2 separate regions of the Macaca mulatta genome follow, and region 2 is linked to region 1. A link is a contact called in public Hi-C data. All regions are on one chromosome and are shown on one strand. The core of a region is the stretch at or near the end of the contact, and the rest is flanking DNA. Distances in the headings are between cores, read along the strand shown.

Region 1 (4,945 bases), core at 1,689-4,188:
AAGGTGAATATTCACCACTTGTTTATCTTTCCAACCTCATGTTGTATCCCCTCCCCCACTCACTCACCATGCTCCAGCCACACTGGCCTTCTGTTCCTCATGCACCAACCTTGTTCTCATCTTAGGGTTGTCATACGTACTGTTCCTTCTGCTGGCCCCTTCTCCAAGTCTGTCATGACTGGCTCCTGCCTGTCATTCAGAACTCACCATACATGTCATCTCCTCAGAAAGGCCTTCCTTGGCTATACAAATGTAGCCACCCAGTCACACTATATCATACCACCCTATTTCAAAGATCAGCATGGCATCCAGAGCTGATATTTTGTGTGTGTTTTTCTGTCCCACCTCCCCACCCCCATCATTAAAAAGCTCCATGAGAACATGGACTCTGTCTGTCCTGTATCCCCAGCTTCAAGTACACAGTTGGTACTCAATAAACATTACTGAATGTTCCCATGGAATTTTCAGTTAAAAGTATGCAATAAGGGAAATAAAGATAGGTTCCAATGAGGACAACTGGTTTGGAATGGCAAAGTTCTCTAAGGTATTAAAGATGACCATGAAGCATTAAACTTTTAGGGATGTTCCACTTTAATGGCTAGAGAAGTGTAAGTGACTGAGAAGTCTAAAAGGTAGAGCGGTTTCTGAAGCTAGGAAAAAGTGCCAGTGAGGGGTGGGGGCAAGTGTTATCTCTGTTAAGAAAAACCGGAATAGAAAAAGACCATTGGATTTGGAAAGGTCATTTATGACCAATGAATAAGAGAGTGAAAAATGAAAAGAGCTTAAGGAGAGAAAGGACATAGAGGTGGATAGGTCATCACTTGAGTAATCTGGCAGTAAATGGAATTAGTACTCTAGCAGGATTGAATGGGTTTTTGGTAGACCTATTCATTTCTCAAGCTAAATATGCTAGAGAAATGGAGAGACTGAACATGCTGTGGGGGATTTCCTTTTTAAAAAAATTTTTTGAGACAAAGTTCTGCTTTGTCACCCAGGCTGGAGTGTAGTGGCGTCAACACAGCTCACTGCAGCCTCGGCCTCCCTGGTGCAAGCAATCCTCCCCCCAGTAGCTGAGACTACAGGTGCATGCCACCATACCCACCTAATTTTTGAATTTTTGTACTTTTTTGTATTTATTATTATTTTGTAGAGACGGGGTTTTGCCATGTTGTCCAGGCTGGTCTCAAACTCCTGAGCTCAAGCAATCGTCGCACCTCGGCCTCTCAAAGTGTTGGGGTTACAGGTGTGAGCCACTGCGCCGGCCAGGGAGAGGTTAACTAGGTTAATGGACCCCACAGGGTGTCCACATGGCACCTTCAGGGACTCTGAAATGCAGAAATTATATGCAAAATTTTGGGTGCACAGAGGGGATGGGAGGTAGAAGTAGGAGAAGAGAATTCGTAGGTTTATTATTTTCCAAACGGTCGCGACCCAACGGTTAACAACGACCGCTTAAGAGTACAAAAAGTTTTTAAAAAGGAAGCCCAGAGAAGGGCTAAACTTTAGAAAGAAAAAAAGGAAAACATCCTTCCTATCCAAGGAAAGGCTATAAACAGATGAAAAAGTCCACAGTTGCATCATCTGGGTAAAACAGAGAAGACAGAGCTGGAAACCGCGGGCGGCTTGTGCCAACACGCTCAGGGAAGGCAAACGGAAGGCGCCCGTGCTCCCTAGCGCAGGAGGTCCTAAGGCCGGGAATCGCTGGCCTTGCCTCTCAGGACCCGGGCTGACCCGAGGCAGGCAGAGGCCCTCATCACCAGGCGGGGGGCCCATCAGCGCGCCGGCTCAGGAACAAGATGCTGACGCTTCAGACTGGGCCGGGCAGTGCGTCCGAGCTTCCCCACAGCCGCCGCACTTTCCTGCTGCCTTTGGGATGCGGCCTCCAGCCCCGCCTCGCCACCGGCCGTCATCTCTGAATCATCCCGCCCATTTCGACATCTTCCTTCCCCGCCTTCGGCTCTCGGCCTGGCGCAGAGCCCAGTGACAGCCGGGGCCCGGAGGACCTCATTCATTCAACACTTGCTGGGTTTACTGTGCGAAGGTGGATGCGAGGCTCAGTGCCGGGCGCTGGGGCCTGAGGAGCACTGGGTCCGGCCCCAGGGCCCACTCCAGACCCGACAAGAGTCTAGCGGGCCGCCGCGGTCCCCCCCTGGCTGTGAGGCGGTTCCCGGCCCGCATGTCGCAACGGCTTCCCGGACAGGCTGCTGGTCGCGCCAGCCAGAGGATGACCGGTCCAGGCCGGCTCCGCCTCATGCCCGCGACGAGATCCCGCGGGAACACGGCTCTCCGGGGCCAGGGCCGCCCGCTCTCCAGCCACGCGTCTCAGAATTTGAGGAGCGCACTCGAGCGCTGGTCGTAACGGTGCCCGTCAGCAGTTTGACGTTGAAGGCCTGTCACCGCCCCGCCCCCGACGCGATCCCGCGCACGGGGACCGCAGCTCTGCAGGCGCCAGCAAGGGGCCCGAAGTCGGCCCCTAGACTCCCTGGGCGCTTCGCTCTTTCTATAGCCAATCGGGGACCGACGTGGTGCGGGCCAATGGCCGCGGTCAAAGTATCAAGAGTGGTTGAGCCTATCAAAGTTCAGCCTTAAGTTTCTCCCGCCCTTCTAAAAAGTCAGAGGCGGGTTGATCGCACATGTCGGCCAATCAGTGACCAATAAACAAGAAGCTTCCAAGATCAAAGGGGAAAGGGTGGGATTTAGGCGCTAGCAACGCCTCAGGGCGGAGGAATGACAGGCGACTTCGCTAATACTACCGACTGATTTTTCTCACGTCAGGAAAAGGGTGGGTCTAACTCGGGGTCTGCACCAATGGTTGGTTGGGGGGCGTGTCCGCGGGGCCAAGCGGGAGCCGGAGGCCCCGGGCTCTCTGGGCCGCGCCTGAGGCGGACACTACGGGGCCGGGGGGCGGCGGCGGGACTGGTGGCAGCGGCGGCGGGGGTGGGCGCCGCAGCTGGCCCGGGTGGATGGAGTTGGAGGGGCGGGGTGCTGGCGGTGTGGCGGGGGGGCCGGCGGCAGGGCCCGGGCGGAGCCCCGGGGAGTCGGCGCTGCTGGACGGGTGGCTGCAGCGGGGCGTGGGCCGGGGGGCCGGCGGCGGGGAGGCCGGGGCCTGCAGGCCGCCGGTACGTCAAGATCCGGACTCCGGCCCGGACTACGAGGCGCTGCCGGCTGGAGCCACTGTCACCACGCACATGGTGGCAGGCGCCGTGGCAGGGATCCTGGAGCACTGCGTGATGTACCCCATCGACTGCGTCAAGGTGAGACCTGCACTGGGCTTCGAACCAGACCTGGGGCTGACCCGACCCCTGGGTCTTGTCCGGAGCCAGGATCCCGGCTGAGAGCCGGAGCCGACATGGGTTCCTTCCTGGCTCCTGCCACTACCACATGATTCGAACCGACACTCCATTCAAGCAAGGTCCCAGCTGGGAGTTGATCCCAGTCAGGAACCAGGACCTATTTCTAACCGTCAGTGAAATCTGAATCGGGACTCAGGATCGAAAATCTGTCAGCCAAAGCCCTGGACCCCACCTGGGACTAAACAGGAATAGGGTGGGATGGGGTATCCCGAAGCTCAGGTAAGTGCTACTAACTCGATTAAGGTGAAGCCAGCTGGCGTGACCCAGACCCTGAAATGGATCTAACGGCTTGAGATGTTTTCTGGGCTAGTGCTTTTACAAACTCCTTACTGTATCTTCCTTTACTGACGGGGCAGGAACCCGAATCTGGAATCTTTCAGCTAGATAAAGGACTTAACACGTTAAATCTTAAACACATGAGTGATTGGAAATCATTGTGCAGTGAGAATGCAGAGTTCCAGACTGGAAGTAATATGGGAAAGATCGTATTCAGGAAAAGGTTTCAGTTTCTCTGTGAAGCAAGCATGATACCCCACCTATTTCCTGAACATGAAAATTGAGCTGGGATTAGGACTGTATGTGCAGGGAGCACATCAGCCTCCAAACAAGAGAGATGAAACTGATAGCAATTTCTTTGGCCACCTGAAGTTGACAAAAAGGGAGAAGTTGCCTAGAAAGGAAGTGTGACGGTATTAGAAAGTAGATGTAAGTATGAAGACAATGGAATGAGATCAACAAGAGGACACGAATCTTGTGAAAGTATAATTGCATTCACAACCAAGCAGGATGATTAATGTGTACAGAAGTCAGGTCCTTCTGAAGAAAGCTGGGTGAAGAAAGAAACAGATTATTGTTCTTTACAGTTCTTATTCTTGCATTAGTAAAGGTAGCAGCCACTAAAGGTGAGGACTGAATTGAGGGAGAGGTAAACTAGAGGGGACTGTTGATATGACAAAGACCGATACCTCCTTTACATGTTAAGGGTAATAGTCAAACAGTAACCTGGCAGCTTTTTGATTTATATTTCCTCGTCAAATCAGGAAAGTGTTATGTATTCAAAAGGAGGAGAGAATCAACTTGGGAAATGCAAAGTAGATCCCTTTTACCTCCCTCTGATTCCAGTACTGTTTCATGTTTTCCTTAGTAATGTGGATAAGGAAATGGGGGGAGTGCTCATTAAGCTTTGTGAATGACAGTAAACTGGCAGGAGTATTTTAGCACAAGGTAACTCCTAACAAGGGCCATATCTATTGAAAATGGGGTAAATGTACTTGACTAAAATGGACATTAGAATGTTAAATGCCCTTGTCAATTGGGAGAAATAGAAATAAACAGTAAAATCCATGAGAAGTAACAACATTGAAATGTAAAACGAGTAAGTACAAATAAAAAAGATGCATACATTATATGTATAGACTCTAGGTTGAATGACTTGTGAGTTAATAATGCCGTATATCCAAAAGTTAATATAATCTAGCTCCCTAGACTTAGATTAGGGAGTGAGTGCAGTATGAGTGGAGTGCAGGGTTTAGGATGCTGTTTTTCTGGATGAGTATTGAATGGAAAACAGATCAAAGAAAACAGTGAAAATT
Region 2 (4,960 bases), core at 2,170-4,669, 47 kb before region 1:
TGAACCAGCCCAGAAATGGTAAATATAGACAAAAGTGACTCCATCTTGGATGCTAATCTGCCATGTTAACTTCTGACTAGCCCCAGTCCTGTAAATGCCTCTTGATTCCTGCTTTATTTACTAGTGTAAGAACATGTCAACCTTGGCGTTGGCACACAAATGACAGGATATGGCACATGCAGCATTCTTGCCTGCTCTGGAGGGCTGGCTTTAATTGTCTTGCACAGGGTGCATATCCCATTTCCCTGTACTATATAAGCCCTGGGTCTCGGGAGTAACAGTATGGAGATCTACCTGTCTTGCAGCTACCCAGGACCATGCTTCTGTCTGCAAGTTCCCTCAATAAATCAATCAATACCAACGAACAATTTGCCTGCCTCCTCCTTTTGTTTCTTGGTCCCTTCAGCATTCAAGGGTCATTTTGCTTATATGACCATTTCAGGCAACAATATGGTTAAATACATAAGCCTTTTTTTTTCTTATATTGAAAATCTCTTCAAAAGATAATTGACTATCTAACACAAAAATAATGACAATATGTTGTGAAGCTTATAACATGTAGAAATAAAATATATGACAATAGCACAAAGACCAAGAGGAAGGGAGGAATGAAAGTATACTGTTGTTAGGTTCTTGTTCTAGATGTGAAGAGGAGTAATATTACTTGAAGGAAGATTGTGATAATTAAAGATGACTTTATAAACTTTAACCACTAAAAAAAAGAAAAAGTTATATATAATAAGCCAACGTGAGAGATAAAATGGAACCATAAAAACTGTACTCAACTGAAAAGAAGAGGGAAAAAGAGGAAAAAGAACAGGCCGGGCGCGGTGGCTCAAGCCTGTAATCCCAGCACTTTGGGAGGCCGAGACGGGCGGATCACGAGGTCAGGAGATCGAGACCATCCTGGCTAACACAGTGAAACCCCGTCTCTACTAAAAAAATACAAAAAACTAGCCGGGCGAGGTGACGGGCACCTGTAGTCCCAGCTACTCGGGAGGCTGAGGCAGGAGAATGGCGTGAACCCAGGAGGCGGAGCTTGCAGTGAGCTGAGATCCGGCCACTGCACTCCAGCCCGGGCGACAGAGCAAGACTCCGTCTCAAAAAAAAAAAAAAAAAAAAAGAGGAAAAAGAACAAGAACAAATGTGACAAATGAAAAACAAATAGCAAGATTAAAACTAAACATACTAAATAATCAGATTAAATGTAAATAGCCTGAACACCCCAATTAACTGCAGAGATAGTCAGATTGGATTAAGAAACAAGACTCAACCAAACACCGACTACAAGAAGCCCACTTATATAAAGATACCAATAGGCTAAAACTAAAACTATAGAAGAAATATCTATCATGCTAATGTTAATCAAAAGAAAGCTGGAGTAGCTATAGTAATACCAGACTAGTAGATTTCAGAGCAAAGTATATAATCAAGAATAAAGAGAATCATTTAATAATGATAAAGGGGTCCATTCGTAAAGGTATATTACAGTCCTAAATATTTATACACACAATAAGTTTCAGCCCACCAAAACAAGAAAATAGAAAGATGCCTTTCATGCACTATCAGTATTCCTGTACCAAACTGAACATTGCCAAAATGGGGCTCAAGATATTCTTTATGTAATAAATGGCATGCAATTTTACTAATAAAAGTACAGTATCACCCAAAAGGGTCAAAGTTAGTAATGTGTTAAACGGCTCATGAAAATATTTATGACTTCAGTGCCAAAATCTAAAGCTGACTCACCTTTCATATTGCCTATCTCGTGGTAATGAAGCACTCCAATGTCGAAAGTCTATGATTAACATAAGTAAAAGGAGACAGGATATGAAGAAGAGTCCCAGGAATGCTACCCGCTGACGGAGAAATGGACTCACTGTGGGCACAGTGAAGTACCAGGAGGCTGGGCAGAGGTAGGAAAAACTGATCCTGAAATTAGACAAACATTAGTAAGTCTGAAACATTTCTACAAATGAGTGCTTAAAAATCGTTTTTAAATTGGATAAAAGCCCTCCTAATAAAGGCAAAAATCCATGCCAACAGAAGTCTAAATGTTCTTTTCGTCTCTAATTTTAGAAGTTCATGGTGCTTCTACTATATAAATCAGAAAAGCCTTATCTGCCCTTTTTCCAAACTGCACTTTTGAGTGCAATTCAAAGACTTAATCTTATGTTAGTGAAAAGATCACCAGTCTTCCTGGGCAACCTCATAACATTGGAGAATCACAGCAACTACAATATTCCCAACCAAGAATGCTGTCAAGAAACAGGATGGTCAGAAAATTTATTTAACTGATTTTTAAAATGTTTTATCAGATTATATATGCACATAGCAAAAGACAAATCAAACAGTTTAAAAGGATATATTGTATAGTGAAAAGTGATTCTTGCCCTGACCCCATAATCTCTCTCTCAGAGGCAACCATTGCTACCCGGTTGCTGTGTAATTTTTTTTTTTTTTTTGAGATGGAGTCTTGCACTGTTGCCCAGGCTGGAGTGTAGTGGTGCAATCTCGGCTCACTGCAACCTCCACCTCCTGGGTTTAAGCAATTCTCCTCCCTCAGCCTCCCCAGTAGCTGGGATTACAGGTGCCCACCACCACACCCGGCTAATTTTCGTATTTTTAGTTATTTTTAGTAGAGGAGGGGTTTCTACTTGGCCAGGCTGGTCCCAAACTCCTGACCTCAGGTGATCCGCCTGCCTCGGCCTCCCAAAGTGCTGGGATTGCAGGCGTGAGCTACCGCACCCTGCCGTTGCTGTGTATTTTTCCAGGGATATTCTACGGATACACAAGCATAAATATACACCAATATATTTACAGTAATATATCTGTGTGTGTATGTGTGTGTGTATATCCATTCCCTCGGTTTTACACAAATGGTAGTCCACCATACCTGCTGTTCTACATCTTTCCCCCACTTTATTTGATAACTGTCCCTTATTGGTGCATGTAGATCCACATTAATATTTTTTAAAAGCTTCAGGGTATTATAATGTATGGATAAGTGTATTCATCTGTGAAGTTCACTTTCTACATTGACTCAAAAGGACCTCGGTCTGTCTGCTTTTAAAGTTCATTGCAAACAAAAAACAAAAAACTTCTTTGTTTAACCTCCTCAAGTAGCACCTAGCCTTGCTCAGATGCAAATCTGAACCAATGTTACAACCTTGTACTTTACAGAGCTGAGCAAGCCGACTCACTCCACCACCCCGGGCTACGGGCTAGAAACTATTATTTATCAGCCCTCGCAATAATACAACTTTGATCATCTCTGCATCCAACTGACCAGGATACAAAGTCCAAGTGCAGCTCCAGGGCAAACCTCACTTGGGACAGCCTCCCAGGGCCCCCCAACCTGCCTGCCATCCTCTGCCGTGCTCCCAGCCGGAGAGAAAGTGTACAGCCTTACCTAGCCATGGGTTCCTTTCGGTGGTCTCAACGCCTGTCACCTTCTTTTTCTTTTGCCCTGAGAAGGTGGCCTCCTTGTCCCAGGCATGTCCTACGTCTGCAGCCTAGAAAGATTTGATTTCAGGCTTCTGTCCGACTGAGCCCACGAGACAAGACCTCCACGGGAATTCCACGGCTCCCACCTCCTCCCCAGGCTCCCACTCCGTCTGCTCTGGTTCCTCAGGCCCAGGGGACCCCACCCAGGCATCCTGGGAGCGGGGCGTTCTCGTGGGCCAGCTCTGTCCTCTAGGAACCGGTCGTCCCCAGGTGGCGGGGTGTGAGTCCCGCTTCCTCTCCCCGTCCCTCCGGGTCCCACAGCCCTCTCGCGCCCACACTCACGGGATCAAGCGGCCCGCCGGTTCCTTCGGCACCGCTCGGTTCAGTCCCGAGCGGATCCCCGCGGCCCCTTGCCCAGCCGGAAGGAGGGCCCGGGCCGGCGGCGGCGCCACGTCCCCAAGGAAACCGCAGGGAGCCAATGACTGACAGAAGACCCACAGAGAGGGGCCGGCTCTTCAGGAGCCGAACCGGGGGCGAACCAGCTCCGTCAGCAGCACGTCCGTCCGCCAGGGTGGCCAATCCCCTAGACCGGTTGGCCTCTAATGCCCGCCCCGGGACTTTGAGCCGCGCCCAATCGGAAAGGCGTCGTACCGAGGCTCCGCCTGCAGGGCCCGCGGTGAGCTCACAGGTGAGTGGCGCTGGGCGGCCCTGCACTCGCTGCCCTCCCAGGGCCGCGAACTTTCGGCCGGTTGCTTTCTCCACGGCCGCTGCCGGGACAGAGTACCTCCGGTGGGTGGGTTTCGGGGTGTTCGCGACGGAAGCGTATCCCTTGCCCATAACCTATTGTTGGTTTTGTGCCCACTAACCCTCCCTACCAGGATGGCAGTTCTCCCACCTTAAACCTTCCCTATCACCTCCCAAACTGATGCCCCGTGAGAAAAACATAAATTGAAGACAATGACGTTTACACCAAAGTACTTATGTCCATTCATTTGTTTACACCAAAACCTTGTGTCTATTCATTAATTCACTGAATGTCTACTAATGCCAATCATCATGAGTTTCTGTGTCGTCGCCCTCCTTGACCTTACAGTAACACAAAGGAAACGACGCGCGCGAGCGTGAGTGTGTGTGTGTGTTTCTTTCTTGCTTACACCAGCCGTTATCTCATTTCCAGGAGGACGGCATAAAGTCCAAGCTCTTTCCAACGTGGCACTTCCATTGCGCCCCACAATCCGCCCTACCGCGTCCTCTGCGGCTACTTGCCTTCCTTACCACGCTCCAGCAACCCGCCCTGTTTTGCTCATTCTGCCCCTCCACCTGCTTTGAATAACCGTCCCGGCCCTTAGCCAAATCACCTCCTCTTCATTCCTTACCACCCATCTTAAGGGTCACCTTCCCCTAAAAGTCCTGCTTGACCTACTATACCTTCTTTATACATGCCTATTGTTTCACTTAGCACATTGAATTACAATTATATGTATGTGTCTGTCTGTCCCACTAGACAGAATAT

Evidence for each region. Hi-C and Micro-C count contacts between places; a contact is called where the count stands out from the background.
Region 2: a Hi-C map of CD4 T cells shows a contact between it and region 1, with 2.7 times the contacts expected there. The contact joins the promoter of LOC144331448 here to the promoter of SLC25A28 in region 1. A contact is called at or near these places in 3 of 14 Hi-C or Micro-C datasets (CD4 T cells, blood and liver).

Annotation. Positions count from the first base shown.
Region 1 is chr9:111,678,676-111,683,620 of T2T-MMU8v2.0, reverse strand. It overlaps SLC25A28 (solute carrier family 25 member 28), which reads left to right and starts at 2,938. Exons shown (of 4, transcript NM_001265757.1): 1 at 2,938-3,254. The coding sequence starts at 2,964.
Region 2 is chr9:111,725,869-111,730,828 of T2T-MMU8v2.0, reverse strand. It overlaps LOC144331448, which reads left to right and starts at 3,419. Exons shown (of 3, transcript XM_077947984.1): 1 at 3,419-3,432; 2 at 3,769-4,135. The coding sequence starts at 3,419. It overlaps ENTPD7 (ectonucleoside triphosphate diphosphohydrolase 7), which reads right to left and starts at 4,104. Exons shown (of 13, transcript XR_013398256.1): 1 at 3,790-4,104; 2 at 3,413-3,515; 3 at 1,750-1,932.